2 separate regions of the Mus musculus genome follow, and region 1 is linked to region 2. Evidence: chromatin contacts called from public promoter capture Hi-C data. All regions are on one chromosome and are shown on one strand. The core of a region is the stretch at or near the end of the contact, and the rest is flanking DNA. Distances in the headings are between cores, read along the strand shown.

Region 1 (5,793 bases), core at 1,560-4,059, 2.7 Mb after region 2:
GAGAAGATGAGATGAATCATACGGTGAGAAATGGACCGATTCTACATATGATCTGAGAGTTGGTGAAGGGTTTCTTACAGCGTGTCAGCTGCGTCTCTTGAATGACCTTGAGGCAGGTGGCCTATGAGAAGTAACTGTGGGACACAGAGTTAGTTCTGAGTCAGTGGAAGGACCGTGGTGACAGAACAGCGTTGAATGGGTCTGATGACTGTGCATCGTACAGAGGTAGACAACAGGGAGGCAAGGGGAGAGCTGGCCAGCAGTGGTGAAGAAAACAAGAGATACAAAGTTAGCTTTTTGACCAAGAAAAAGCAATCCAGAAACTAGTGGGTGAGGAAAACACACACCTGCTGACACTCTCATTGGCCAGTGCCTTTGGCTTCTAACTTCAGTCTGTTCCCACCCACTTTTCTGGCCCCTATGTGCCTATTCTCTGTTCCTATGTGAAACTGATTAAAAGGGATGGTAACAGGTTCCTGCTTTTGTAAACTTAGAGTTGTGGTGAGATGGGTTCTAAAGGGAGACCCAACATCCTGGAGACTGTGGAGGCCATACATCTAAGCTGACCAGTATCCCTTGGCCTTTAAAATTAGCCCATCAAGGGCTGGAGAGATGGCTCAGCGGTTAAGAGCACTGACTGTTCTTCCTGAGGTCCTGAGTTCAATTCCCAGCAGCCACATGGTGGCTCACAAGCATCTGTAATAGAATCTGATTCCCTCTTCTGGTGTGTCTGAAAACAGCTACAGTGTACTCATATAAATATTTTGAGTAAATATTTTAAAAAATTAGGCCAAGATCAGTTATATTGTGTACAAATATTTGTGTTTTCTTTCCTCAATTTTTTAAATTATGTGATGTAACATCTATTAATAGAATGTCAATGGTTATCATATTGAAGTCTGAGATACTAATAGAATGTTTCTAGGGGGCTGGTGAGATGGCTCAGGGGTTAAGAGCACTGACTGCTCTTCCAGAGGTCCTGAGCTCAATTCCCAGCAACCACATGGTGGCTACAACCATCTGTAATGGGATCTGATGCCCTCTTCTGGTGTGTCTGAAGACATCGACAGTGTACTCACATACATGAAATAAATTAATTAATTCAAAAAAAAAAAAAAAAGAATGTCCCTCAAGGGACATTGTCATCTACTCTAAATTTTTTGTTTGTTCGTTTGTTTTTGTTTGTTTGTTTGGTTTGGTTTGTTTGTTTTTTGTTTTTTGTTTTTTTTTTGGTTTTTCAAGACAGGGTTTCCCTGTACAGCCCTGGCTGTCCTGGAACTCACTTTGTAGACCAGCCTGGTCTTAAACTCAGAAATCTGCCTGCCTCTGCCTCCGAGTGCTGGGATTAAAGGCGTGCACCGTCACGCCTGGCATCTACTCTAAATTTGCAATGCATTTGCAGTTGTATGAGGGATAGTTTTATCTGGTTAGGTGTAATTATAACATGGTTAAATATAATGTGTTTGTAATTGTATGTCAGATAGTTATATCATGTTTAGGTATTATTATGATTTGCTTAATGTTTTCACTTGGAAATTGATAAGAAGATATGATTGTGTGTCAAGTTGGCAAGGGGTGGACTTGTATGGCAATTCTGGGTTGTCAACTTGACTACATTTGAAATTAATTAAAACCTCACTCCCGGTACCAACTCATCTTAGGGTTTTTATTGCTGTGACAAAACACCGTGAGTAAAGAGCAAGTTGGGTAGGAAAGGCTTTATTTTGCTTACATTTCCATATGGTGGTCCATCAATGAGGGAAGCCAGGACTCAAATAGGGCAGGAACCTGGATGCAGGAGCTGCTGCAAAGGCCATGGAGGATGCTGCTTACTGGCTTGTTCAGCCTGCTTTCTTAATGAACCCAGGACCAGCAGCCCAGGGTTGGCCCCACCCACAATGGAATGGGCCCTGCAACGTCAATCATAAATTAGGAAAATGCTCTTCAGGCTTGCCTACAGCACAACCATTTTCTCAATTGGAGATCCCTCTTTTCAGATTATTCTAGCTTGTGTCAAGTTGACATAAAATTAGCCAGGCTAGCAGTCATAGGCAGGGGAACTTAGAAATGAGCTATGGCAAGGATCCAGGGAGGCAAGACTGGGAAAGATTCGTCTTTTCTTGCTTTGTAAAATGGCCTCCTGCCAGCCTCCCAGCATCCTACTGGGGTATATTTTCTACCTTCATTTGGGCTTTCTGAAGCCACGGAAAGACAAAGTTACCTCAAGTGCCTGGATCAAGGAGTCTCATGTAATGCTTTGCTGCTGCTGCTGCAGCCACCACCACCACCATCCACTGCCAGGATTCCTGGGGTGTCTGCATGTGAAATTTTTCTTTTATACCAAAGTTGGGGCCTTCTGACTTCAACTTGTCCACAGTGACTTGGATCTGCCATCATTAAGCAAATAAGAACAGGACTCTGTATGGCAGGCTCTGTTTTCTTGGCTGTGGGGAAACAAACAAACAAAAAATACCAGTTTGCTGACCACACCAGAAGAAATCCTACATCTGGATAAGCACACCCATAACTCATAAGTGTGTTGAGTTTGGAGGAATGGTTTGAGGCCAAAAACATTTCTCTGCTTCTGGAGAAAACGCTCCTGCAATGCTCCTTTAAAGCCAAACTTCCTTGCCTCCTTTCCTAAGGCCAGGTAGGAGGTGGTCAGGAAGCCTCAACCTTAGAACCAAGGCCACATCCCCAAACTGTGCTCCCGCCGTTCGGTCCTCCCAGCGCAGGGGGTGCTGTGGAGCGGCAGGCATGGTGGACCCGGCCTGATTCCTGATCCTACTCAGCCACTGTTGTTAGTGACGGAGTAAAGCCGGAAGCAGTGGGAACGAGGAGGGGCGGAGCTGCCACAGGCTGGGCAGGGCAGTCTCCCAGCAGAGGATCGGGGCGTGTCCCGGTTAGAAGTCATGCTTGGAAGGTCTGGCTACCGGGCACTGCCCTTAGGGGATTTTGATCGTTTCCAGCAGTCGAGCTTCGGCTTTCTGGGTTCGCAGAAGGGCTGCTTGTCCCCAGAGCCGGGCAGCGTGGGGCCGGGGGCCGGTGAGTGGCTACCCAGCACCGCGGACAGAGGGGCACCCCAAGACCTGTACTCTCTGCCTCTAGGAGGAAGGAGAGTGAAGGGGATAGGATATGAAGTGGGTGCCAGACAAGGTGTGGGGATGCTACCACCGATTTGTTCTCCCTACGGCACCAGCTGTAGCTTTGGAAGCCGCGCAGCCCCATCTTCCCTAATCTTAGCCCATCCCGTTACTATTTCCAGGATAGCCCATCATGCATAGAAAGAAAACAGAGCCCTAGGCAGAGGGAGCCATAACCCACAAGGCATTTGTAGAGAAATGGAAAAAGAGTCGCCCTAGGGTAGCAGCGCAGGGAGCAGGAGTCTCCTGTGTCCTGGTGAAGATGCACAGAACAGAAAGCTGGGCCTGCAAGCTGCCTGGCTTGTTTGCTTTGGCTTCCTCTCTCCAAAGCCTGACTGTCCTTGGAGTATTCTGGTCCTCTGTGGTTCTCCTGTATTGACGGTGCATTGAAAGCTTTGGCAATGCTGAACGAATCCTCCATTTTCTGCCCCGTTCTTTTTTGTTGTTGTTGTTTTTGTTTGTTTGTGGTTTTTTTTTTTTTTTTTTTTTTTTTTTTTTTTTTGAGACAGGGTTTCTCTGTATAGCCCTGGCTCTCCTGGAACTCACTTTGTAGACCAGGCTGGCCTTGAACTCAGAAATCTGCCTGCCTCTGCCTCCCAAGTGCTGCGATTAAAAGCGTGCACCACCACGCCCGGCTCTTCTGCCCGGTTCTTAGGATTCCTCCTTCCCTGAAGAGGTCAGGAATTAGTTTATGACTTAGACTGTCCTGCAGGCAGGGGCTTCTTGAAGGATAGAACAGACGTCTCTTGTCACCTTCCTGTCTAGGGCTGGGGAGGAGAGAACAGATAGCAAGCTCATCCCCAGATTCTGGGCCTGTTTGCTCAACACCCATTCAGGATTCTTAGTTCTTCCTGCCAAAAGGCTTGAATTGAAGTACACTATAGATATAGATAGATAGATAGATAGATATAGATATAGATATAGATATAGTTCTTTCAGGGCATTAAAGTGGGAATAAATACTAAACTAGCACTTTAGTCCCACTGTGACTGTTACTTGTGAGCATTAGTTTTATCCTTAGTAGCTGAAGCCTTTCCTCTGTAATGACCCCTTGAAAGCATACTTGTGGTGTGGCCAGTAGAATGTGTTAACACCAGCAGTGTCCACTCCACCCAGCATGAGTGCTCTCTATTCCAGGTTTGGGTGGGCGGTACTCATTAGGCAAGGGCTTGTTGGTCCATGCTATGTCCAGCAATGAGAAATCGAATGGATCATGTTCTCAGATTCTGTGGCTCTCACCTGGGAGAGAAAAGTCTCCTGTAGGGTGTTGTACCGGTTAGTTATGGTGGAGGTCCCTAACTCGCTATGGGGAGCTTTTGGGGCAGAACACAGGCAAAACATACACATGGCCCACTGTACTCTGGGACACGGTGCCTGAAATTGTCCTGCCAGGCCCAGCTGGTGTTCTGTGGTTGCTTCTGCTCTTTTGCCCCCAGACGCGCCGGAGAGCTGGCCCTCCTGTCTCTGCCATGGCCTCGTCAGTGTCCTGGGGTTCTTGCTGCTGCTGCTCACCTTCCCCATTTCCGGCTGGTTTGCTCTGAAGGTAGGGCTGGCTGGATGCTGTGGGGGAGTGGGGAGGCACAACGAAGGTGTTGATGAGTGGATTCCCCGTATTTGGCCTCTAACTGCTATCACACCTCTAGGAAATAGGTAAGGCAAGGGTTGTTCATTTTATAATGGCTCATCCTGGTTGTCAACTTGACATGCCTGTGAAGAGGGAACTTCAACTAAGGGATTGCTCAGTCCTGTGGCCACGTCTTTGGGGGCATTTTGATTGCTTGATTAGTGTAGGAGGGCCTACCCCTACCCCCTGTGGTGCAGAGAGTTGGGCCTGAGCTAGCTGAGCAAATGCACAGATGGTGCAGGTCAGGTGGGGGGGGGGGGGATGGGGGAGGTGGGGGGTGGTGGCACTAATCATCCTTCTTGTGGTCTCTGCTTCACTTCTGCCCCCAGTTTCCTGCTTGAGTTTCTGCTTTAGTTTCTTCCCTCAGTGATAGTCTGTAACCTAGATGCCAAATAAACTCTTTTCTCCCCAGGTTTCTTTTGATCATGATGTTTCTCCCAGTAACATGAGAAACTAGGGCAGTTCCCATCCTTCAGATGGATAAACTGAAGCCCAGACTGAACCAACGGCATCTCGGGAGCCAGGAAGGAGCAGAAATTGTTTTCTAGGTCCTGGAATCTGGACATATATATTCCTTTGCAAAATCATCCTCCCTTTGGCTCAGATCCAATCAAAAGAAAAGCACCCAGCATACCCAGCAAGCATGGAATAATGAAACTCAGGTCTTGCTTTGCATAACGGTTGCTTAATAGGTAAGGGTGAAAGATACAGATGTAGTTGAACAACACATCTGACTGCTTCAGGGTAGGTGAAGCCCAAGCAGGCTTTCCCCTTTGCATAGCCCTAGGCAGTGAAGTCCCTAGAAAGCCTCTGTGTTTGTTGAGTCTAGAAAGGAGCGCTGAGGTGAAGCCAGGTCCTACCTCTACAGTGCCACTGAAGCAAATGTCCTGTAACCAGGGATGTGAGACCTGGCCCCTCTTATCAAAGCGATCCAGGGATCTGATAGTAGTGAAACCTCAGGGCATTCCTTAGAGCAGCCTAGCCTTTTCCTCAGCCAATCCAAGAGCAAACAGTTCTGTTGAATGA
Region 2 (5,600 bases), core at 2,088-4,587:
TGCCAATGAACACAGAAACAAGAGCACTCAAATGACCTGAAAGTATTGCTTCACTTACTACATAAAAAAATTTTTAGGCTCTTACTAACCGACAAAAAATTTTAAAAACAAATTAATAATAACTCATACAATAACTCAGCAAGAATACAGAGAAACCCTGTCTCGAAAAAACAAAAAAACAAAACAAAACAAAAAAAAAGAATACCAACTGCAAATTCTAGACTATTTTCTTTGAGTGCACTCTCTAGCTGTATAACTTGGTAGACATGCCTTCACTGATGGGTGTCCTAACAGAGTGACTATACTACCAATATTTGATACACAGAGACAGGAGGATTACTATAAGTCTTAGGCCAGCCAAGTCTAGACAAGACCTTATCTCCAAAAGACAAAATAAACAAAAGCACCTTCGTTCAGATGACTTTGAAGATTTCCTCCAGAAGGACATTGCTCAGTGACACAGATCAGCTGAAACTGGAATGGCTTGGGTAGTAAAAATGTCATTAGTAAAAACATGTCTTGGGTCTGTTTGTTTGTTTGTTTGTTTTTTAAAGAAATCATAGCTACAGAGGTTTTGGGGTTGGTTGTTTGTTTTTAATTTAAGAGTACAAGCTGGAGAGAGCGCTCAGTGGATAAAGCACTTGCCCAGCCGAGTGTGAGGAAAAAAGTTTGAATCTTCAGAACCCATGTTTTTTCTTTTTTTTTTTTTTTTTAAAGCAGATCTATTGGCTGCCTGAAATCCCTGACTTAAGGGCAACTTCAACAGCTAGAATACTCAACTCCTGCATGCTTCACACACTCATACACACACCTGCACCTACACACTGCAAACACAAATACATCACAAACATAAACATGCAAAAAAAAAAAAAAAAGAGCAGAGATTTGAGATAAACCATTTTGGCTTTATAGCATCGTCTGTTATTTCTCAATCATGTGTTAAAACTAGTATGTGAAAGTCTGTGAGAACCAGCTTTACAGAGTCTCACTCTATCTTTGGGGTTAGTTACAAATTACACAGAGGGTATTTACTTAACATTGGGGAAACCTGGCAAACAATTTATTACCTAAGTAACCTAAGTTAAGATCTTTACTAGTGGGACATACAGTGTTGTGTGCCACCTCATACAATGCACTGAGAGCCCAAATCACTTCTGAGATTCCTGACAACAATATAGGATACACAGGATGCAGTCATGAGGGAAATGTCAGGCAGACATAAATTGGGTGACAGTCTACAAAACACAAGGCCTACACAAGGCCTGTGCCCCATAAAAATGCCAATGTCAAATTGAAAGGCTGAGGAACTTTTCTAATAAAGACTAAATCAGCATGAAAACCAGAGGAACTGGGCTACCTCGGGTATGTGTTCGTGCTGTCAATCAGTGATTTGTCTGTTTTTGTTGTACTATAATGGGTGTACACTGAGAGATGAAACATGTGTCAACTGTTAACGCACTGTGAAATTCGAGGAAGGGTTCTGGGAAATGGTGAGGTTGGGGTTTTTTGGTGTTTTTTTTTTTTTTTTTTTTGGCCACTTTTCTGTAAACTTGTAATTACTTTAAATTTTAAGAAGATAGAATATGTGTGTGTGGGTCTATTTGAGTATATTCACACCATTTGTTTCGTGCTTGCAGTTCAAATCTTTTTTTGTTTGTTTGTTTGGTTGGTTTTTTTTTGTTGTTGTTGTTGTTTTTTTTCGAGACAGGGTTTCTCTGTGTATCCCTGGCTGTCCTGGAACTCACTCTGTAGACCAGGCTGGCCTCAAACTCAGAAATCCGCCTGCCTCTGCCTCCCGAGTACTGGGATTAAAGGCATGTGCCACCACGCCCGGCTGCATTCAAATCTTAAAAAAAATATTAATGACTTTAGAGACAGTACTCTACTACCCTTGACTTCTAATTTTAAAAATAGGCCAAGGTCACAATTCTTGGCAAATCACAACAAAGGTTTGGCAATGCTGCCTATGTATAAATACTGGGTACTTGGACTTTCCCCCGACTAGTTCTACAAAATCACCAAATTCTAAATTCTCCTTACCACAATTAGGCCGAGCATAAAACCTATGCACAAAATTGCTTCGCAAGTTCTGTATAGATCTTCAAGTCAGGTACTGCTGCTTGGAAACCGCCCCTCCCCCCCAAAAGCCATGGCCTTCACTTGCTTACTGATTCTTTTATTATAGAAAGGAGGTTAAAAAAATCTCGTGGGAGAAAGATGGGCTAGGATCCTGAACGATGTGTTTTAACTTTTTTTTTAACAAGGAGTGGCAACATTCAAAGTGGGGGGGGGGGAGTCTTCAAACTTCCAAGAAGCCCATAAGTTGTATCCCAGACAGAAAAAAATCTCAGTGGTGATTGGGGTAAAAGGCACTAAAATAAAAAGTACGTATAAAAGTTACAAAACGTCTGCATAACTTGCAGGCCAAGGCTGCTGATATTGCTTCTCTAGCAATCTTAATGTAAATTAGAAAAATCTACAAGCTCCTTAAATTATTGCCTTGGAACTGGTCAGCCTTCAACTGCTATTCCCTTACAGCACCCCGACAAGAAAGAAAAAAAAAGTTTTGTTTTGTTTTTTCAAGTCCTCGAAAAACAGACAAATGGTAAACTTTGTCACCACGGAAAAAGTCCCCACTACCAAGTTTCCAAGGCTACTGAGGCAACATCAGTCTGCGACTTCTCAGGACTGGATCCCAGGCGGGTACGTCCCAGCCCCTCCTCCACTCAGCCCGGTCTCACCAGCCCAGCCGCAGAGCACTCCGCCCCTGCCCTTGGCAGTGGGCGTCCAGGGCAGCCACAGGAGGCCTAGGTTTCGAACTCTTCCCCAAGAGGTTCCGCGGCGGCATCTGGCCCCTTTGGGGGGACGCAGCTCCCCTCCAGGCGAGAGAACCTAGTAGCCCCAGAGTGCCCCGCGAGAGTCAGGGCCGTGGGAACCCGGGTTGGGGCAGCGTGACCCGGAAGAGGTCAAGGGCGAAGGCTCCAGAACTTTGACCCGCGTCCCGGGCACTGCACCGACTGTCTACGCGGACGGTGGGAGTCGAGGGAGCCCGTGACCTTCGCCTGACAGGGTCAGCAGGCTGCGGCTCGGACGTCACCTGCTCGGCCCTCCCTGTCCGGACTCACCGCCCGCCGGAGCTGCCCAGGCGCCGCTGCTCGAAACATTGTCTCTGTTCTAGTCAGCCCCGCAGTACCCTCAGCCTCAGAGACCCGGAGCGCGCGGGAACCACCGCCGCCGCCACCGCCGCCGCCTCCTCTACCAGAGACCCGAACGCTCGCGAGATGCGAGCACGAGAGCTGACAGCTTAGTCCTGGACTGCGGGGGCTCGCGCTTCCCGGGAGCCCATTGGGCAGCCACGCAGCCAATGAGGAAAGCGGAAAGTTAGAGGCGGGACTTGGGAGTAGGGCAAAGGTAAGGGTGTGCGCCGAGACGCTGGCATGCGCGCCACGCCCTCCAGTTGCTTGGCTCTGTTCCCTGACGGTCTCGGACTTTCGTTGGTAACGTTGTCTGGACTAACTGCCCTGTTGTACGCAGCTTTCTTTCCACCCGCGAAGGGAACCCCCTCACTCCAGTCCTTTTCCACTCTCATTTACGCCCAGTGTCAGCGCTGCACGTGTAATGTGCCAACCAAATAGTCGCAGGTGAGGAGAATTGTAAACGTGCATTAATTAGGTGTCAGTCCTGGGGACCTTAGGAGACTCAAAACAAAACAAAACAAAAAGTTATTAATAAATAATATAAATAATTTATTTGCTACTTCCTGGGAAGGGTCTATTGAGTTGGCGATATTTGAGCTGGATTCTAGAAGGAAATGGAGATCGTACAAACTACACAGAAGGAGGCAGAATGGGATGGAGATGAACCACCCCAGCAGCCTAGGGCCAGGTTTGAGGTCCACCCAGATCTTCTCCATACTCTTCTCTGCCCTTAGTCAGACTCACTTCTATCCTCTGGCATCAGTGCCTGTGGCTGTTAAAATCTCTCTTGCTCTTTGGACCGACCAATCTACCTGCCTTCTGGGCTGCTCAGGATGTCCCAGAACTCAAGCCCTCTCAGGAGTGAATTGCACCTTTAAGAGCTAGCCCACAATAGTATTTCTTCACAATAATCTCTAGTCCCCTACAGTGAATATTTCTCTTCTTTACTCTCTTAGTTTTGTGAACCGAGTGAGAACCCATCTTATACAAGACCACGCTTGTGGAGGACTGGGACTGTGCCCACCTAAGCTGTTCGTGGGAGGGACAACTAGTATTCTGTTTACCATCACTTTCTTCTTCCAATAGAACTACCCCACTAGACTCAAATCTAAGTCCTATTGAAAAAAGAAAGAAGAGTAAGTAAAAATCAAAAGGAGTATTTTTATTTAAAAAATTTTTTAAATGAGATATGAACTACCTCCTTCCTGCCTCCATGATAAGGCAAAACACCAAAGAGGAGAGAATCCTCCCTCCTGCCATGAGATGTCTCGGGCACATCCTAGGCTCCAGCGAAGCAGCAGCAGCCATGCCCTGTAGAGGCACAGTGCCCACAGGGCATGATGGTTATGGGCAGAGCAGAGCCGGTACAAAGTAAAACACAGAAAATGGCCCAGATCTGTAACAAATCACCATACTCATTTGGAAGACAGAAGAGTGTCCTTGAAGAACTTCTGGAGGGAGGGTACAATTAGATATGTTTCTACATTTACATGTATGTCAAGTACCAGACAAATGTGCGTCTGAAGGACTGATGTTATGAAAGTGTTCCCTCTAGGTGTTTGGATGCTCTTCTTTCCCACTGAGTTATAGACATTTTGGAGGCAGAAGATGGTTTCTATTAGCTAGCCTATATATGGCTGCTTGCTATTTGTAGAAATAATTGTACAAAGAACAAAAGAAGGGGGAGAATTGCCTTCAGCTAGTCCTTGAAGTCTGACTCACTTAGGCACAGCTCCTCCAGGACTCCTGGTGGGACGGACAGTCTGCAGCTCTGGCTGCTCTTTGTCTCTTCTCTATGCTAGGATCCCCACTGAACTTGAGCTCAGCCGGTGCCTTGAGGACTGAGGACACGAGTCTCTGGCCACCAGGCCTTTCTCAAGCCAGGGTTGCCGAGCTGCATCCAGTGCCTCTTAGATCACTATTGGTCAAGATGGTAGCTTTCCTTCCTGCACACAAGTGCCCAGAGCTCCTAGATGATCGCTGTAGCTCAATAGGAGTAATCAGGTCCAAAAGACAGTCAGGACAAATGGCTAACGTGGTACCCGTTAGCATGCCAAAGTGTCTGCTGGCCTGCAGACTCACTCGGTAACTGTGGCCCCTCTCAGCCCTTCTCATCCGACTCTGTCCCCTAAACTTCTTCAGCTCATGGGCTTCTCTTCCTCCCACTTCTCATTCCTATATGGCACTGCCATTTAGCACCAGGTGTATCAAGTAAGATGACTGCTCAGATGTACGATTGAGAAGGTTTTTATTGTAGATTGAAGGAGAGTCCTGAGCAGGGAGAGAAAGTAGACTAAACATGACCAGTAGACTGAACCAGGCCATGGGAGTGGTGGCGGGTGAGAGGAAGAGAAGACAAAAGAAGAGAAGAGAAGAGAAGAGAAGAGAAGAGAACAGAACAGA

The links. Promoter capture Hi-C pulls out the DNA fragments that hold promoters and counts their contacts.
Region 1: a promoter capture Hi-C map of erythroid cells shows a contact between it and region 2, with 47 times the contacts expected there. The contact joins the promoter of Stoml1 here to the promoter of Etfa in region 2. A contact is called at or near these places in 2 of 39 promoter capture datasets (erythroid cells and liver).

The regions. Positions count from the first base shown.
Region 1 is chr9:58,250,355-58,256,147 of GRCm38.p6, forward strand. It overlaps Stoml1 (stomatin-like 1), which reads left to right and starts at 2,810. Exons shown (of 7, transcript NM_026942.3): 1 at 2,810-3,045; 2 at 4,580-4,686. The coding sequence starts at 2,913.
Region 2 is chr9:55,508,906-55,514,505 of GRCm38.p6, forward strand. Etfa (electron transferring flavoprotein, alpha polypeptide) reads right to left here and starts at 3,338. Exons shown (of 12, transcript NM_145615.4): 1 at 3,126-3,338. The coding sequence starts at 3,164.